2 separate regions of the Mus musculus genome follow, and region 1 is linked to region 2. A link is a contact called in public targeted proximity ligation data. All regions are on one chromosome and are shown on one strand. The core of a region is the stretch at or near the end of the contact, and the rest is flanking DNA. Distances in the headings are between cores, read along the strand shown. Region 1 holds the start of Capn1 (calpain 1). Region 2 has its middle 21 kb from the start of Ovol1.

Region 1 (2,700 bases), core at 35-2,534, 480 kb after region 2:
CAAACGCCCAGAACCCCACCCCTGGGGGCCTACCCAGTGCTCCCTGGCAGATGTCTGTCCGGGTGGCTCCATCCACGATGAACTGGGGGTTTGACATCAGTTCCTACAAGACCCACGGTCATGTTCCTGGGCCAGTCCCTCCTAGAAACTGGTACCCAGACACCACGAATAATGGGGGGGCCCAGTCCCATTGCCCACCACCATCAGAACCAAGTTCCACCCAGAGTGGCCCTCTTACCGTAGGCCGCTTCCATTTGATGCCATAGGTTTTAGAGGAATGAGGACCCAGTTCCTTGAAGCCCAGGCTATGAGAAACCGGAGGGAAGGCCTCGTCTTGGAAGAGGACCCCACTCTGCAGGCATCTTGCCCGAAGCGTTTCATAATCCTGGCCCAGGTACTTGATGGCGTTTTCATGGCGGCCCAAGCCCAGCTCCTTGTCCCGCTTCTTCTGTACTTGGGCTGACACCCCGGTGCAGTACACAGGGGTGATTAACTCCTCTGTCATCCTGGGGAACACATGGGCCTGGTAGAGATGCAGGCCTTCCCAGGGATAAAACACAACTGCCTGCCGACATTCTCCTGGACTCATTCCTCCCCAAACATGGGTCACTGCTCCCTTTACAGTGCCTGGGACTCTCAGCCACCTTGTTGTTAGGCTCTCAGAATCTGGAAAGGGGTGTCCAGTTTCTAGGTATCCTGGTCACCACCTCTCTTTTCCCTATTCTTACCGCCCAGAGGTGACAGTTTGGTATCAGCCATCCAGGCAGGTAGGATAGGGTGGAGGCCAGCCACAGCAGCAGAGCAGAGGTACTCCAGGTACGATCCCTGACACCATTTGCCTGCCTGTAACTTCCCCTCCACAAAGCTGCCAAGCATCTAGTTCATTTGCCCCTTTCCTCGGCTTAGGAACTGAAAACTCCACGCACTGATGCCTTTCCACAAGCTGAACATCAGAGCACTGGACACTGGCCCAGCTACAGCGGACAGGTTGAGCTGAGCGCCTGGGTTGAGCTGCTTCCGGACCCTTAACCCTCAGGCAAACACACAGAAGACCTGAAGCAGGGGCTGATCAGCGACAGCCCCCTAACCCCAGAAGCAGTGGCCTGGGTCAAACAGTCGTAGTCTGGACACCCAACTTCTTACCTGGGGAAGGGGAGTTTGGGAGATTGCTGCGGTCCCTGGGGCTGGCTTCCTTGGTGGCAGCTCAGGGCAGGGCCCAACCAGGAAGAGCGCTCCTCCCTGCCCTCCTCCCTGCCCTCCTCCCCGCCCTCCTCCACCGCCCCTCGGCCCTGGTCCCTCCCTCCCTGGTCCTCCACCTACGCCCGAGGCTCTTACCCCGCTCCCTCTAGGCTCTCCCTTATCTCCCCCGCAACACTTTTTTACTATCTCTTACTTAGGGTGTCTTTCAGTCCCCTCCCCCCGCCCCCTTCCTCTGCAGACTCTAAGCCAGCTCTGCGAGAGGACAAATTGGTAAATGGCAGAGTTGTCTCCCGGGAGGAGCCGGTCGCCGGTCCGGGTGAGAAGGGTTGGACTGGGACAGAAGGGCACCGCCGGCCAGAGAGAGGGTAGGGCAAGGGGTATTTTTAACTAGGGCCGCAGCTCGAGTTGCAGAGCCGCCGGCCCCACCCTATGTCGCCCTCCGGGAAGGTACTGGGGACGATCCGGCTCAGTGACGCCGCCAACACAGTCCTCCACCCGCCTCCTGCGCCCCCGCGTGCCTCTGGGTTGCAGCTGTCTTCCAGCCCAGCCGGCGCTCGGCGAAGCAGGGATTACCTCTGGTGGCTGCAACTGCTTGCTGGAGCTGCCCCTGGCTGGATGAGAGCTGACTTCTGCCGGACGCTAGACAAACGGTAGCCCCACCCCGGCCGGTCCCTGCCGCAGACCCGCTGTAGGGCTGAGCCAGCTCCCCACCCCCTCACCTTAGGGCGCAGGCCTGCAGAGCTAGCACTCCGCCCTAGCGGTCTTTGCGCACACCCTGCATGGCCTTAGGTAAATCCGTGCCTCGATTTCCCCAACCGTGCAGAAAAAAAAGAGGGACAATGGCCTTAGCCAATCTTTGTGTAGCATTCTGGCCTTCTCTTTCAAGTAATTGGTCTGCGCACCTGGGATCAGCTCCCTTGTGGGGGTTACCTGACCCGGGAGAGGGCAGCAGAGGCCCGGAACACCAGGGCAGGCTCACACAGGACCTGCAGATCCCCCTGGGCGCACTACAAGAGTTTGGAGCATCAAGGATGCAGAGGGATTGGAGCGGTCCCAAGGCTCTTCACAGTTATAGAGGTCACAGCATGGCCGATCAAGCTACATAAGATGGACAAGCATTCATTGAATAGATGGTGCTTTTCTTGGGATTCTAGGCACCTCGACACTCCAAAAGTTAAGAGCTGACTGCGTCTAACTTTCGCACCTGGGCGTTATGCTCAGCTGGGCATGAGCTGATGAAGACGCCTCTGCCTTCATGGTTAATGGAGAGGAAGGGTTGGTCCACACACTTTCCCCGACTGAAGCCTCATCTAATGCAGGTGTCAGTAAAGGCAGGAACTTTGGCAAGGGTGGGGAGATGCGCGTGGCCGGGGGCGGGGGAGAGGTAGGGTGGTGCCTGAAGAAAGCCTAGGCAGGTAGAGGACATGAGGTGTAGCGGGTGTTGCTTACTCCGGGGAGAAAAGAGGGGAGAGTGGCAGGGTTAGGCAGATTCAGGGGTTC
Region 2 (2,770 bases), core at 183-2,682:
GCTTCTTTCCTGCCATTGCGCTGGGTGCAGGCAGGGAACCTAAATCGTCAGGCCTAGTGGCAAGCACTTCTACCAGTTGAACCATCTTCCAGCCTGGGGCCGACACTCTGCAGCCTCTGCCTCTGCAGTGTGGGATAAAGGTGAGAGCCTCCAACGCCCACCTCTCTCTGTTTTTGGCTGGGCGTTAACAGTTTACTCTGGGTGGCCTCAGTTTCACTCTGTAATCCAGGTAGGCTTGAACTTGTGATCCTCCTGCCTCAGCCTTCTAAGGAGCCACCAGCCTGGCATGGAGTTGGATTTTGTATGAGGCATATGTTGGCTTAAGTGTAGAAGAGCCATTTGTCCATGCCGATTATTCACAGCAGAGCCTTGAGGACAAAGACATTTTAAGACAGGAGTGTGGAGAGGAGGCATTCCTGGGAGAGGCTGAGATTCCCAGAAGTCTGAGAGAACTCACTCAGATGAGAGGAGTCTGGCAGTGGCATGAGGGAGAGCAGATCAGAAAGACAACAGTAACTCTGGAGCCGGGAGTGGAAAAGACTCACTGTTTAATTTCATCAAACCAACACCACGGGAACACAGCGTTCCTTTAGGTGCCAAAACTGTTCTTGGGAAAGAGTTGTGAGCGGAACCTTGCGCTATAAAGCTAGCATAAGGAGGTGATACGCTAACCCTCCAGGCGCCCCCAGGGTCATCTCTGTGGAGAATGAGCAAGGCCCTCAGCTACAGGGCAGGCAGCCCATGAAAGACAGGCCACGTTTGTATTCACTCTAGACTAGGCAATGCTGGGGGGAGGGCTAGGGGGTGCAGGGGTGGGTGGGTCTAAAAAGCTAACCTGTGGAGCCACAGGTGGGAACTAAAAGGCAGAACTGCTGTCACTAGACGTTGTGGGGAAGACGAAGGATCTGGTCACTTCCTGGGTCCCTGGTGCAGACCCAGCCTGAAGCTGCAGCTCCAGGACAGGAATATGGCCAGCTTGCTGTCTGCTGTCCAGCCAGTCCTTAGTCTTTGCTCAAACCTACCTGGTTTTCCTTCTTAGAACAGGAGGTAGAGAATAAGGCTGGGTGCTGCTGGTAGGGTGAGCGGTGTACACAGGAGTGTCCCCAGGGCCCGGTGGCAAGCCAATCCCACCTGAGGTCTCTGTTCTTCATTCAGAAGTGCTGTGATCAGCAGGTTGAGTCAAAACTGGGAGGGGCTGGGAAACCCCTCTGGCAGGAGATTTCGAAATGAGATTTGGATTAGAAAGAAAACATAGTGGGAAGGGTTCTAAGGCACAAAAGAGACAGGAAGAACTCCCATTCTGCCCAGGTCTTCACAGGCCATTGGCTATGGGGGAGGTAAACAGGATTGCCTGGAACAGAGAGGCAGCAACTGAGCCAGAAGAACCCAGGCAAGCAGAGCGGATCCTTGCTGCCTCCTTTGACAGCAGCACCCTGTGCTGCTGAGCTCGCCCGCTGCAGAGCGCGCCTTCAGTCTAGGGCATGTCAGCACCAGCAAGGGGTAGATAAACCCCAGGACTCCCACAGGAGAGAGAGAGCTTTGGGGGAGAGGGGGACCTGGCAGGAAAACTGGGAGAAAAGTGTAGCCTCGCTGGGTGAACTGGGAAATGGAGGGAGGAGTAGGGGGGCTTGGATACTCAGCCTTGGTGGCCCCAGACAAAAAAGGATGGGTAGCTCTTCACCCTACAAGATGTTCCCTGCGCTTGAACTCACAGTAGCTGTCATGAGAAGGCCTTGGGTTGCAGGTGCCAGGCAGGAAGAGCATGGGGGGCGCAGGTTGGAAAGAGAGGAGGGAGAAGAGATTTGAGGTGGGGAAACTGAGGAGGTAGGAGAGGAATGACTACAAGAATTCCCAACTAGGAAAAGGTGGATGGGGCATCATTGAAAGAGCCAAAGGTAAAAGGAAGGTTGGTTGATGCTAGACGTGGTAACACATGCGTCTAATCTGAGCATGCAGGAGGCAGAGATGCGAGGCCTACAGGGAGACATTCTAAAGAGAAATAAATACACAACTCCAAGTTCAAAGGTAACCGAGTCGCAGCTCATGCTTCTCATTTAAAAGCGCCACAGTTAAGAGTCTGGCCAAGGCAGAGCCAGCTGGCTGTGGTAAATCCATTTCAGTTAGGTGGTCTGAGGTCAGCAGGACTTTAGAAGGCTGTTCAGGACCGTGCCACGGAAGCTGAGAGTGATCCGTCAGAACTCCGTGAGCGAGCGGCTCTGGACAAGAGGGGCTTATGATTCATGAGCTTGCCTTCCTGCCTCGTGCAGGGTGGGGACCCATCCAACTGGAATCACCGCCCAGCCTCTCCCAGGCTCCTTAGATGACAAGCCTTGGCATCCTTGGTCCACCCAACTCAGGCCCCAAGCATTTTGCCAAAGCATCAGTAAACAAGTGGGGGAGGAGGCCACGGGTCTTTGCGGGTTGTCTTGTTTCCTTCTTCTGTGCTCAGTACATGGCTCGTCGGGATGTCTCATGGGGCCTTCAACATTCTTTCCTCAAGGCTGCCGATCACTGTCTCTTGAGCTTGTCAGGATAAGCTGCTTGTTTTATATTATTTTGGACCTGGAGATCCAAGAATTTGCTTGAACTCTATGTGGAGAAACCGTCCCTCACGGCCAGCACGCCCAAGCTTCCCGGGGCTCCCGGAAACGTGACCTCACCTGCTTGCTTGTCTTCCTTGCCAGACTTATATAAAAATAGAATCTCTTTAGTTGTCACGTTCAGCATGTGCTTAGGCGTTTGTAGTTCCAAAGCCGTGAAACATAGTTAA

The links.
Region 1: a contact with region 2 is called in a targeted proximity ligation map of embryonic stem cells, with 2.1 times the contacts expected there. A contact is called at or near these places in 3 of 39 promoter capture datasets (hippocampal neurons, liver and pre-B cells), 3 of 484 Hi-C or Micro-C datasets (LSK cells, embryonic stem cells and pro-B cells) and 1 of 130 datasets of targeted methods (embryonic stem cells).

The regions. Positions count from the first base shown.
Region 1 is chr19:6,013,963-6,016,662 of GRCm38.p6, forward strand. It overlaps Capn1 (calpain 1), which reads right to left and starts at 1,285. Exons shown (of 22, transcript NM_007600.3): 1 at 1,144-1,285; 2 at 239-506; 3 at 34-103. The coding sequence starts at 505. It overlaps Gm10814 (predicted gene 10814), which reads left to right. Exons shown (of 5, transcript NR_045783.1): 2 at 267-394; 3 at 907-1,850; 4 at 2,355-2,521.
Region 2 is chr19:5,537,714-5,540,483 of GRCm38.p6, forward strand. It overlaps the pseudogene Gm31166. Among named protein-coding and RNA genes, the nearest start is that of Ovol1, 21 kb to the right of the region's middle.